Linked DNA regions of Mus musculus: all the other regions are linked to region 3. The links are chromatin contacts, called in public ChIA-PET and HiChIP or PLAC-seq maps. All regions are on one chromosome and are shown on one strand. Each heading gives the region's core, a stretch centred on a gene start, on an enhancer-like site or on the middle of the called end of the contact. The rest is flanking DNA. Distances are from core to core; before and after follow the strand shown. Region 1 has its middle 59 kb from the start of Ppp3ca. Region 2 overlaps 1700030L20Rik (RIKEN cDNA 1700030L20 gene). Region 3 has its middle 14 kb from the start of 1700006H20Rik.

Region 1 (3,604 bases), core at 113-2,612, 330 kb after region 3:
AGAATTGTTTCTAGTTTTGGGAGGTCAACATTGAAAATGTGATGAAATGTTTCCTTTTCTTGGGATAAAGGAAACTAAAAGAACATGCCACTTGAACGTAAACTTAGAAAATCTAGAATGTATTATGTAACACAAAGAATTTAGACAAAGAAAAGTAATATTCACCTGTAATATAAATTGTTAGAAAGCATTTAAATGATTGGTCATATTTAAAGTAATATAAACCCACAATTGAAAGATCAGGTTTGTATAAAGTAATAAAGACCTTTGTGTTCAACTATCCAATGAAATATAGGAAATCACACTTGTGGCTCTACCTGATATGCATTAATTTAGAAACTGGAAAAGGTGCCAAGGCCATTTTGATTTCTGTTAATGTTTGAGGAGGATTGACGTCTTGTGATATTAGAGACATACAATGTTTTCAAAGAATATGTAACATAGCAAAATCATTATAATTTAATACTAAGTGACCAAAGGAGACTAATGCCATTTCTCTCTAGCAACATCCTAGCTGGATTGTGTATCACATGACTTCAATTTTGTAAAAACACATCAATTTATTTGTAAAATCAACATAATTTCTAAAGTGTTATGATCATTAGGACAAAGTATCAGTCAGAAGCAACTCAAAGGAAGAGAGGTTGATTTCGGCACATGGTATCAGAGGTAGTCCATCATAATTGGGGGGGCACAGTGGAGCAGCTCAGTCTGTGGCAGAGTGACCATGAGGTGTTGGTTGCTTGCATGCCAAAAGATCAGGAATCAGAGAACAGGACCCAAACGGAGGTAGGTTAAAAGAACAAACAACAACAACAATAAACAACAACCTCCAACCATGTACCCCTAATGACATGTGGCAGCCAGGACCAGGGTTGCAAAGGTCCTATAGGCTGTAGAAACAGCCCTACTAGCTCTTTTTTCCACTGTTTGTGGAACAAGTACTCAGACCATGAATTTGTAGGGGCATTAAAGATCCATATCAGAACTAATAAATATAAATACACATACGAGTATAGTCTAGTGGAGCAAATGCTATGTGCAATGTGTCAGAGGAATTAAATGTGAGGAACTTTTTTGTGCTTTTGCATATTTCCCCATTTATTTCTATGATGGTTTATTTTTTATATTTCATAAGAGACCTTAAGACTTTCTCTCATTTCTGTATGATACTTGCAAAGCTCCAATCCCTATCTTTGCTACAACTGTAGATACCTATTAGCCTTCAAAGACACTACTCTCTTTTAATGGTCTCACTTTACAACAACACGTAATAGCTTATCATTTAAGAAAACTATCATGTGGTACTTGGGTTGAACCAGCCATAGGATGGCAGGATGTGGCTGCCAGAGAGTGCTGTGTATCTTCGGCAGGAACCACATCCTCCTCCCACCAGTTCTTTTTATAGCTAATGGCAGTGCCTAGGCTTCTGGCACTAAAAAAAAATTCACATTTTTAAAATTGATCTCATATCCTCACTTTTTTTTTTCCGTGAGCAATTCGCAGGATAAGCTTAATACAGAACATAGGGTATCCTGTTTATGAGAACAGTAGGTGTTAGGGATTCAAATAACTACGTTTACTTAGCTAAACTGGATAAATATGAGCAAGCTGTAAGAATAACAATCAAACAACAGTTGCTTGTTTTGTTAGAAATGATCCATCCTTTGTTATCTCAACGGAACCCTCAAAATTCTTGTCTGTTAGACTATAACTTACAAAGATCAGTCATGCCAAGGTCTAACCTGTTCTAACAGAACAATGAATTTAGCCTTGCTCACAGTAGTCTTTTGTTTTGTTTTGTTTTGTTTGTTTGTTTTTTGTTTTTTGTTTTTTTGTTTTTTTTCTTCAGGCAGGGTTTCTCTGTATAGCCCTGGCTGTCCTGAAACTCACTCTGTAGACCAGGCTGGCCTCAAACTCAGAAATCCACCTGCCTCTGCCTCCCAAGTGCTGGGATTAAAGGAATGCGCCACCACCGCCCGGCTGTAGTCTTAAAAGCTCTCGGGTCTTGTATGTTATACAAAAATAAATACTGAAACAGGTGTCCCTTGTGGACATCACTGGATCAAGATAAGTTTTGGCTTCTTGCTCATGTTTACATACACAGAAGATTAAACGGGAGCCTTAGCTCCTTTAAATTGACAGCTACCCTCTCTTTGGGAAATTGGTACCTATGAAAGAGCAACTTCCATGTTGTGACTTTTCTGAAGTATATTCTAATGTCTGAGCATGTGCAGAAACAGCTACAGTTTTGATGAATTGTGATGCTATAGAACAGCGATACACATTTAAAAGTCCAATATTCTCATGGAAAAGGCAAACAGATATAATTTTATACAGTGATGTTGAAATGAAATCCATTTATTAGACTTACTCAGTAGCAACAAAATCTTACTTCCCAAGGTCTGCAGTTGAAACTGTGGATCACCGTTGGGCAGCCCATGAATTGTGAGCGCTTAGAAGCTGCCATCTGTGTGTAACAGCCACACCCTGGGGTTTATTACCAAGGTCGTTTTTATGACTTTCTACAAATGTGCTTTGTGTCTCTGAGATGTAGTTATAAATGTTCGACTCTGTCTGGAAATCCACAGAAGGTCTCCAAAGGAAACCTCAGGGAAAGTGTGGAAACTGCCCCAGGTAAGAGAGGCGGAGAGAGTGATATACAGAAACTAGAACAAAGTTAAATAAGCAGAGGCAGGACTGGAAGCCTGGTCAGAAATGAGAAACAAATCACCTGTGTTTTGTCAACAGTGGCTTGGCAGCCAGAATAGGAAGGACAGAGGAAGTTAAACCCATGCTGGTGTCCAGAAGTCAGCTACAGAAAGTGAACCTCTTGGGCCAGATGGTTTTATGGCCTTTGTAAACAATAGATTTGCATAATGCTTCCTCAATAATTCTGTCAGGAGCAGCAGTGAGCTTGAAAACAATGCCCAACTGTGTGCTTTCTGAATGGTCAGCTTTCTAAATGCCCAAATGCGCATAAAGGGGAAATTGGGATGCTGGGTAGAGGATGGAGTTGGTAAATAAAAGGCTTACTCAGGCCAGTACGAGCAACTACTAGATGTCCCAAATGCTGATGCTCGGAAGTACTAGGCTGCTCCTGATGATCATATTATAAGCTGATCATCAAAGTCGGGGGTGGTGGGGGAGGGCTTCTCCGATTTCAGGCTTTGGAAGGTTTCCTTGTTTGCACTGATTTGTAGCTTCCTGTGACTTTTAATTCTGAGGCTTGGCTGGCTGCCATCTGCTTCCTTCTTAAGAAGAATCAACAAACCAAGTTGTTTTGAATTCTTTCCTACTACACACGTGCATCCCTAATGACCTCAGGATGTGGGACCTTCACAGGCTGGAATATAACCCTCTCTTTCAACAAGTTGGAAATCCTCATCGAACTCCTCCATCTCTCTATTTAACCTGACAACAGTTGGGTGATTGCTCTGTTGGCAACTGTAGATTTCTCCTGCACATAACCTGAAAAGGAAATGGCCCATGGAATATGGTATCAGTGATACACTCACCAAAACAAGGCACAGTCTGCTCCATAACAAGGTGATGGTCAGATACTGTTCTGAAGGAAAGATTGACAGATTCATTGGCCTTGCTT
Region 2 (3,535 bases), core at 331-2,830, 500 kb after region 3:
TTTGTTTAAATGCTTATTCTTCTCTAATAATAGGAATACCTAAAAGAATATTCATGGTTTTAACCCAAAATTGTATATAGATTGCAAACAGTGGTAATACTGACATATCTAAAGTTTATCTACTTTTGTAAACTTAAAAATTCTTTTACGCTTCAGAGAATCACCTTGGATCTACATCCCACAGGTCAAAAGGACTACATTAACAAATATTATTTAATATTCAATTAATAAAAATAAGGTCACCTACTTCAGACAGTTTATTTTTCACAGGCAAGCTGTTACTGTCTATTCCAGATACCTAAGTATTGTGCCTTTTCCTCTCTCAGCTACCTCAAGCAGATGAGATAAGTCACCTCCATCCCTTTCTGCTTTCCTTACTGCAGCACAGGTGGAAGTCACCTGATTCCCCTTTCAAGAATGCCAACCCGGGATTAAGATTACTCTAACAACTACCCTGTGCCTTTTTCCTAGGCTTATACCAACAGACCACTTGATGTGCTGCCAACCAAACTGTTATAGGCTTAATGTGTGCATTATCCTCTCTCTTCTTCTGGTATAAGGAAAATAAAATAACCCCCTGGGCAGACATTCACCTGCCAGAATTTTGCATTCCTGTGGTGACTATACCACCTGTTTATCTCTATGAGGAAAGGAAGGCAGATGCTGCTCTAGGCAAGATGGAGACAAGAGATGTTCCTTCCTTTGCTGGAAGGAATAGCACCCACCATCTTTCCTGGATCTCTTGAAGCCACGACAGCTGCCTTCATCCAGACACAACCAGCTTACTGGAGACTGCCAAGACAAGCTTGACCAGGCAATGGCTTCCAATACAGACAGTCTCAAGTCCCTTCAACTACAGATAAACTCCCTAGCAGGGGTTGCTCTCCAAAACCAGACAACTCTGAACCAGATGACTTGCATTATGTTGAGGGAGAAATGCTGTGTTAATGAATCTGGGCTGGTGGAGAAAGACTTGAAAAGCTCAGAGATCTCCCCCAAGATCTCCACTGGGATTTCTGAGCATGCTGTGTGCCTGAGACCTAACCCCATGGTATGCAAACCCCTTGTGGCTTGGCTTCTTCCCCTCCTACCACCCTTCTAGCCTCCATGGACACACACACACAGAGGCGTTCTCTCTTTCTCTGCTACAAAATAAAATGTTTAGGGTCTCTGTCTCTGTCTCTGTCTCTGTCTCTGTCTCTCTCTCTCTCTCTCTCTCACACACACCGCACACATGAGAGAGAGAGAGAGAGACAGAGACAGAGACAGAGACAGAGACAGAGAGATACCCTAAACATTTTATTTTGTAGCTTGATTTTAGTCATCCAGATTCAGTGGCTTTGAGGCATCTCGGGTTCAGATGTGCTTCTGGCACACAACTTTGTGTATGGAGTGAACAGAATCGATCTCCTCACAGAGACTGCAGTAAGAAAGCACGGTGAGGTTCTGAGTTTCAGTAGTAAAAGCCTCACACCAGCTGCGGGTCAGCACTGACCACAGCAGTTCCCCAAACCCATGTTGAGTAGAGGTAGCAGCAGCAAGTTAGAAACAGAGATGTTGTTGCTTCATGACCCCTAGTTTCAAAGGTCCTGTTAGCTCTTGGAAGTCATCCTGCCCTTTGACACCTCATGCTTGTGCCCTGCCTTGTTATTTTCCTGCTCAATTTAATTGCGTCGGTTCTTGTTCTGACCAAATTCGGTGTCCTTAAGTTCACTGTTTTCAAGACCATGGGGATTTCTATCCAAATAAAAAAATGCTAAGTTCATGTTGCCCTTTGGTGCCCTGACTTGACATTTCTTTATAGGCAACAATGAGGTCTTAGATCATGCAGGTTACTTAGGAGACAGAGAAAAAGATTTCTACTTTGAAAACTGTTGACTAATTATGACTCACTACCCAGGGAAAGAAATGGCCACTGTTTAAACCTTTGCAAGCTCTAAAGAATCTCTGTATCTTTTAAAAACATCTGAGGCAATTTTCAGGAAACCACCACTTCTATTTGTTAGGACTTGTTAGGACCATGATGAATCAAGCAGGGAATGACAGATACAAAATGGGACCTAAAAATTTAGGGGGAAAAATCAGTTGATATCTGGAAACACACATAGGCCAAGGACAGTCCATAATCAATGCATTAGATAGAAAAGAAATCAGAAAATTTCAAACCCTTGAGTTTCTTTTTTTAAATATTCAATTTACATTCATAGTTGACGAGGGAAATGAAATTCTGGGCATGTGCTGTTCTTCAGTGCACACCCTCTCCGCCTCTTTTTGCATGTATTTCTTTCAGGAACCTGGAAGTAAAGCAGTTTCTTTACTGTTAGTGTTGTGCATTATTGCTTCTATGGGGAGGAAAGCCATGGTTCTAAATGGGCAGGGAGAAGCCATGCTACTGGCATTTATACAGAGGCCTCTGTGAAGGTCGGGCAGGCTGAGTTAATGAGCAACCGCTGTTCAGAAGGCAGAGCATGACGGATTACTCACCATAAATGGATTTATTTTTAATTAACAAACATCATCCTTTTTATTATACACAATTTCAGGTATTTTATATGACCAAATTTGAGGAATTTTTTTGAATTACCATTTCTAAAACAGACACCTGGAAAGTAAAATGGCGTCATGCAAGTGTCTGTGTATGTGTGGGGGAGGGGTTAGAGAGGGTAATGGGGGATATGAGTGCTCTGAGGGGAGAAATGAGAAAGGGGGAGGGGTTTAAACTGGAAAGGAGAATGGGAGGTCAACTCAGAAGGAGAGGCAGGAGAAGAGAAAAATCATTTTGAGGATGTTTGAAAAAGCCATATATATTAAACACACACACACACACACACACACACACATATATATATATGCACACATATAGAGCATAAATGGTGTTAATTCATTTAGTCTGAAAATAATCCCTTCAAGAGTCAGAGTAACTAAAATATCATTCCAGTACCAGGCATGAGAAATCCCCTTTCTAGTTGCTGATTAGTGAGTCTAAGAGACTCCCCAAACAATGCCGGCTTTTGCTGTTGCCTTTAGTTACCTCTTGGGAGTTGAAGGTAAGTCCTTATTGCTGAAAGCATCATGCACTTCACACACAGAACCTAGATGATGCAAACTGGCCTTGACTCAAAACCTCTTGCAGGACTAGATTTAGTAGCACTGAAAGGTGCCCTGTAAGCTGCTAGGGGAAGAAGCACAAGATACTTCTATTCAGCTGTGAGTCATATGATCTTCAACAATGACTAGCATGGTAAGATGTCCCTAAGGGTCCAGTAGTGGCACTCATATCTTAGCCGTAATCAACAGCTGTCTGGTTAGATATAAGGCATGGTCCACAGGAGGAAAACTACATCCAGTACTGGAAATGTAGCCAACTATCTGTGGCTAGTGAGATCATGGATCGAAGAGAAGAACCCACTATGAGCACTTTACTAAACCAGAGCAATCCCTAGCTGCATTCTAAATACTTATCTGTATGTCCTCAGATGAGTGAAGCTCTCAACCTTAATATAAAAAACAAAAACAAAAACAAAACAACCCTTGG
Region 3 (3,434 bases), core at 317-2,816:
CTTGCTATGGATTGTAGAATCAGCTTGTGAATGCCCATACATAACTCCTGCTGGGTGTTCTGGTGCAAGGATATTAAATGTATAAACTCATTTGAGAAGAACTGACTGTTTAGCTGCATCGAGTCTCACAACCCATACATTTAATATGACTCAGCCACACAGCCACATACACACACACAGATACACACACACACAGACACACACAAACAGACACACACACACACACACACACACACACACACACACACACAGACACACACACACACACAGACACACACACACACACACACACACAGACACACACACACATACAGACACACACACACACACAGACACACACACACAGACACACACACAGACACACACACAGACACACACACAGACACACACACACACACAGACACACACACACAGACACACACACACAGACACACACACACAGACACACACACACACAGCTTTAGTTGTCATAAAAATAGCTTAGTGAGTTTGAGGAGGAAACAAAGTCTCATCCTTGTCTAGATGTTTACTGCTCTCCTCAAAACTCTCTTAGTAAATGCCTCCTTTGCTGTGTGTACCAATTTTAACCCACAGAGCCACAAACTTGGTCTGATTTTTATTAGACTCCTACGTGGAAAGACCAACCTCAACTAAACAAAACATCATAAATATTTTGCTTCTGCCTTCCACCCATCTGGATTTACTGTGACCCTGCTGAGGTAGTGGTTACATTGCTGCAATGAGCAATAAATTGGGCTTTGCTGTATTTATAGGTTATTTTTGCTGTTATTTTCCACTAGCCAGACAGTGTTGTGTGAGCTAGCAATGCCAGGTGCTTATGGATAGTTCTCTGCAGCTGAGGACAGATGCCAACATCCTGAGAAGGATGGGGACAACCCATGTCCTTGATGATACTGTCCATCCACCAAGTTAATCCTGAAGCTACACGGTCCTAATAACAGCAGTGCCTCTGTGCTTTACATATAGTCTACCAGGTATGTGGTTTTATGCACGGAAGGCTTCCAGATGCAAACTACTCATCAAGCTGTATCCGGTTGCATCTTTCACAATCATTCCTCCCATGCTTTAAGCCAAGTGGTTCCACAATGGTTGACTTGCTTCTTTGCTCTTACATCTTCTCTCACTGCTTCCCAGTTTGCCCTCTCTCCCCAACTAATCCTTGTAGGAAGGCTGGAGATGAGTACCATTCCTCTCACTAGGTTTTTCTGATCACACAAACACTCTCAGGCGACGCCACCTCACACACACAGGAGTTTCAGTCACAGAATAAGTAAGCCTTCGTGTAACTTGGCAGGCTGCTGACTACAATGAGCATTTCCTGTTTTATACCCTGCCAATTTCTTCATTTACATCGTTTCTTTTAATTCAGGCAGAGAGCTTAAAAATTCATCAGTCATTTGGCCAAGACTGGAATAGGATTTTATGAAGCTCAGAAAAGGTCTCACAGCCCTGTGGCAAGTAGGAGAGTAGGGCAGACTCATATCTATACCAGTGTGGTTCATCTCCTACAAGCCAGCACGTATGCACAGATGCTGACTCATACTTCCGTTCAAACATGGTGACAGAGCAGCCTGGGTATTGAATTTCGTTGTTCTAATGAGTTTCCACCTAGCACTGAGAGCTGTAGAATCAGTATACCCCATCAGCCCTCTCTCTGAGTTCCAGCACCCATCCCACTGTCCCATGCCCCAACAGTCTCTTCTCTATAAACAGACCTGTATTTATCATCCTTCCAAAGGACCTGTCAGAACTGTGATTAACTATTTCTCACTAGGGTGTTTGAAGCTGGCAAAGAGCTTGTGGTTTCCTTTCCCAATGTGTTATCTTTTAGCAAAAGACTACAAAGGAAGTGCTTCCTGGAACCCAAAGGATTAGTTCTCTCATGCTAAAACTTCAATGTCATTCTATGGTTCTTTAAGGTAGGCTGTGCTCAATATACAGTCAATAAGTATTATTTTAACATTAGCTTATATGTGTGTCTCTGCACACATGCACCAGCCATTTCATGCACGTGAAGGTCAGAGGAAAATTTGCTGGAGTCAGTTCTCTCCCACTACGTGAGTTCTGGGGGTTGAGACCGTCAGGCTTGATTGCAAGTGCGTTTACTTACTGAGTTATCTTGCTGACCCCCCAAAAAGCATTAAAATCAAAACCAAACTCTGATAAAACAAGTTGTAATGGTGAACGCAGTAGTCGTGATGAGACCGGTAGAATAAAAGAAAATTACACCTTAACTTCCGGCTCTAGGGAATTTGTACAAGGACTTGGATCCTTCAATGGCAAAGCTCCAATCCATTCTTCTTTGAACATTTGCTGCGTGGAGTCATAGAGAGTCCCACATTGTGAGTGCACGTGGAGAAAAATCTGTATTCCTGCTTGCCTTTTTCTTCCTCCAAAAGACACCAAGTCTCTCATGTTTCCCTCCAAAACTTCGAAGAGAAGCAGCTATTCTCCCCATTGTGTTGTGTGTGAGAGAAGTAAATGTTGAAAACACAGGACATATAGGACACATCTCTCTTCCCAGGAAGGACTGTGTTTCACCCCAATCTAAAGATGAATCTGGTATTTTCAGAGAATGCATGAGTGAATAAGAGACCTAAGCAGCCTATGGCTACCCAAGCACTAGGTCCAGTCAAACATGGCTGAAGTCAAGTAGGCATGAGACTGGAAAGTCAGCTGACTGCTGAGAATCACAAGGTGAGTAACCTTGTATGTCACCTTGAAGAAGCAAGACTAATTCTTACAGCCACTGTGGAGTTTCTGAGAACAAACCTAGCCATCCTTAGTATTTGGTATTAGAAATTTTGTTTGAAAACATAAGTTGAACACCTCTAAGCCAGAAGTCTGAATCCTTAGACTTTGTAAGGTAACTCCAAACATCTTGGATTTTGGGGTATTTCTGATAGGGGATCTCAATGTTAAGTCTAATCAATCTTATTATAAAATGTCAAAAATCCCCCAAATTGGAAACATTTCTGGTTCTAAGAATTCTGGACAAGGGATGCTCAGTCTGTGTAACCTAAAAAGAATGCCTTTGGACTGGAAGTTAAATCAACCTTTTTTGAGATCTCAGGTTATAAGCTCAATTCCACCACCACCACTTTGCTAATCTATAGGAAACTCTTTCCAGCTAGGTTTGCCCAGAAAAAGTAAGATGGTTTGGGATACACAGAGGAAAATGTGGAAGGGGTAGCCTGGGCTGTCCACTGCTTTTCTCCCTGTAGCTCAGGCTGACCCAGTTCTCTCTCCCCATAATGCAGGCGGTCCCAAATACCACTCCACACAGCTCAGGTTATCCTGCAAGTCTCCCTACCTAACCTAGGCTGTTGCTGTCTTTTTCCAGCTGCTATCATTTGTCTGTCTATAAAATATTAAACCCACAGAGTATTGTGTTTAACTGGGTTGCAGAGCTC

What was found. ChIA-PET counts read pairs in DNA pulled down with a chosen protein or histone mark. HiChIP or PLAC-seq counts read pairs in DNA pulled down with a chosen protein or histone mark.
Region 1: an RNA polymerase II ChIA-PET map of effector CD8 T cells shows a contact between it and region 3, with 5 read pairs. The contact joins two enhancer-like sites. A contact is called at or near these places in 5 of 39 promoter capture datasets (HPC-7-derived erythroid cells, embryonic stem cells, liver and 2 more), 1 of 15 datasets of contacts at CTCF or cohesin (the NIH/3T3 cell line) and 1 of 115 datasets of contacts at active chromatin or transcription factors (effector CD8 T cells).
Region 2: an HNF4G HiChIP or PLAC-seq map of pancreatic cancer cells shows a contact between it and region 3. The contact joins two enhancer-like sites. A contact is called at or near these places in 2 of 39 promoter capture datasets (embryonic stem cells and pre-B cells) and 1 of 115 datasets of contacts at active chromatin or transcription factors (pancreatic cancer cells).

Annotation. Positions count from the first base shown.
Region 1 is chr3:136,609,634-136,613,237 of GRCm38.p6, reverse strand. No RefSeq gene overlaps it. Among named protein-coding and RNA genes, the nearest start is that of Ppp3ca, 59 kb to the left of the region's middle. Within about 2 kb of position 1,362, at least 82 of the 459 cell types and tissues checked have an H3K27ac peak or open chromatin away from gene starts, as enhancers often do. A contact at or near this core is called in effector CD8 T cells, where this site is marked.
Region 2 is chr3:136,438,421-136,441,955 of GRCm38.p6, reverse strand. All of the region lies in intron 3 of 1700030L20Rik (RIKEN cDNA 1700030L20 gene), which reads left to right. Among named protein-coding and RNA genes, the nearest start is that of 1700030L20Rik, 9.2 kb to the left of the region's middle. Within about 2 kb of position 1,580, at least 29 of the 459 cell types and tissues checked have an H3K27ac peak or open chromatin away from gene starts, as enhancers often do. A contact at or near this core is called in pancreatic cancer cells, where this site is marked.
Region 3 is chr3:136,939,328-136,942,761 of GRCm38.p6, reverse strand. No RefSeq gene overlaps it. Among named protein-coding and RNA genes, the nearest start is that of 1700006H20Rik, 14 kb to the left of the region's middle. Within about 2 kb of position 1,566, at least 86 of the 459 cell types and tissues checked have an H3K27ac peak or open chromatin away from gene starts, as enhancers often do. A contact at or near this core is called in effector CD8 T cells and pancreatic cancer cells, where this site is marked.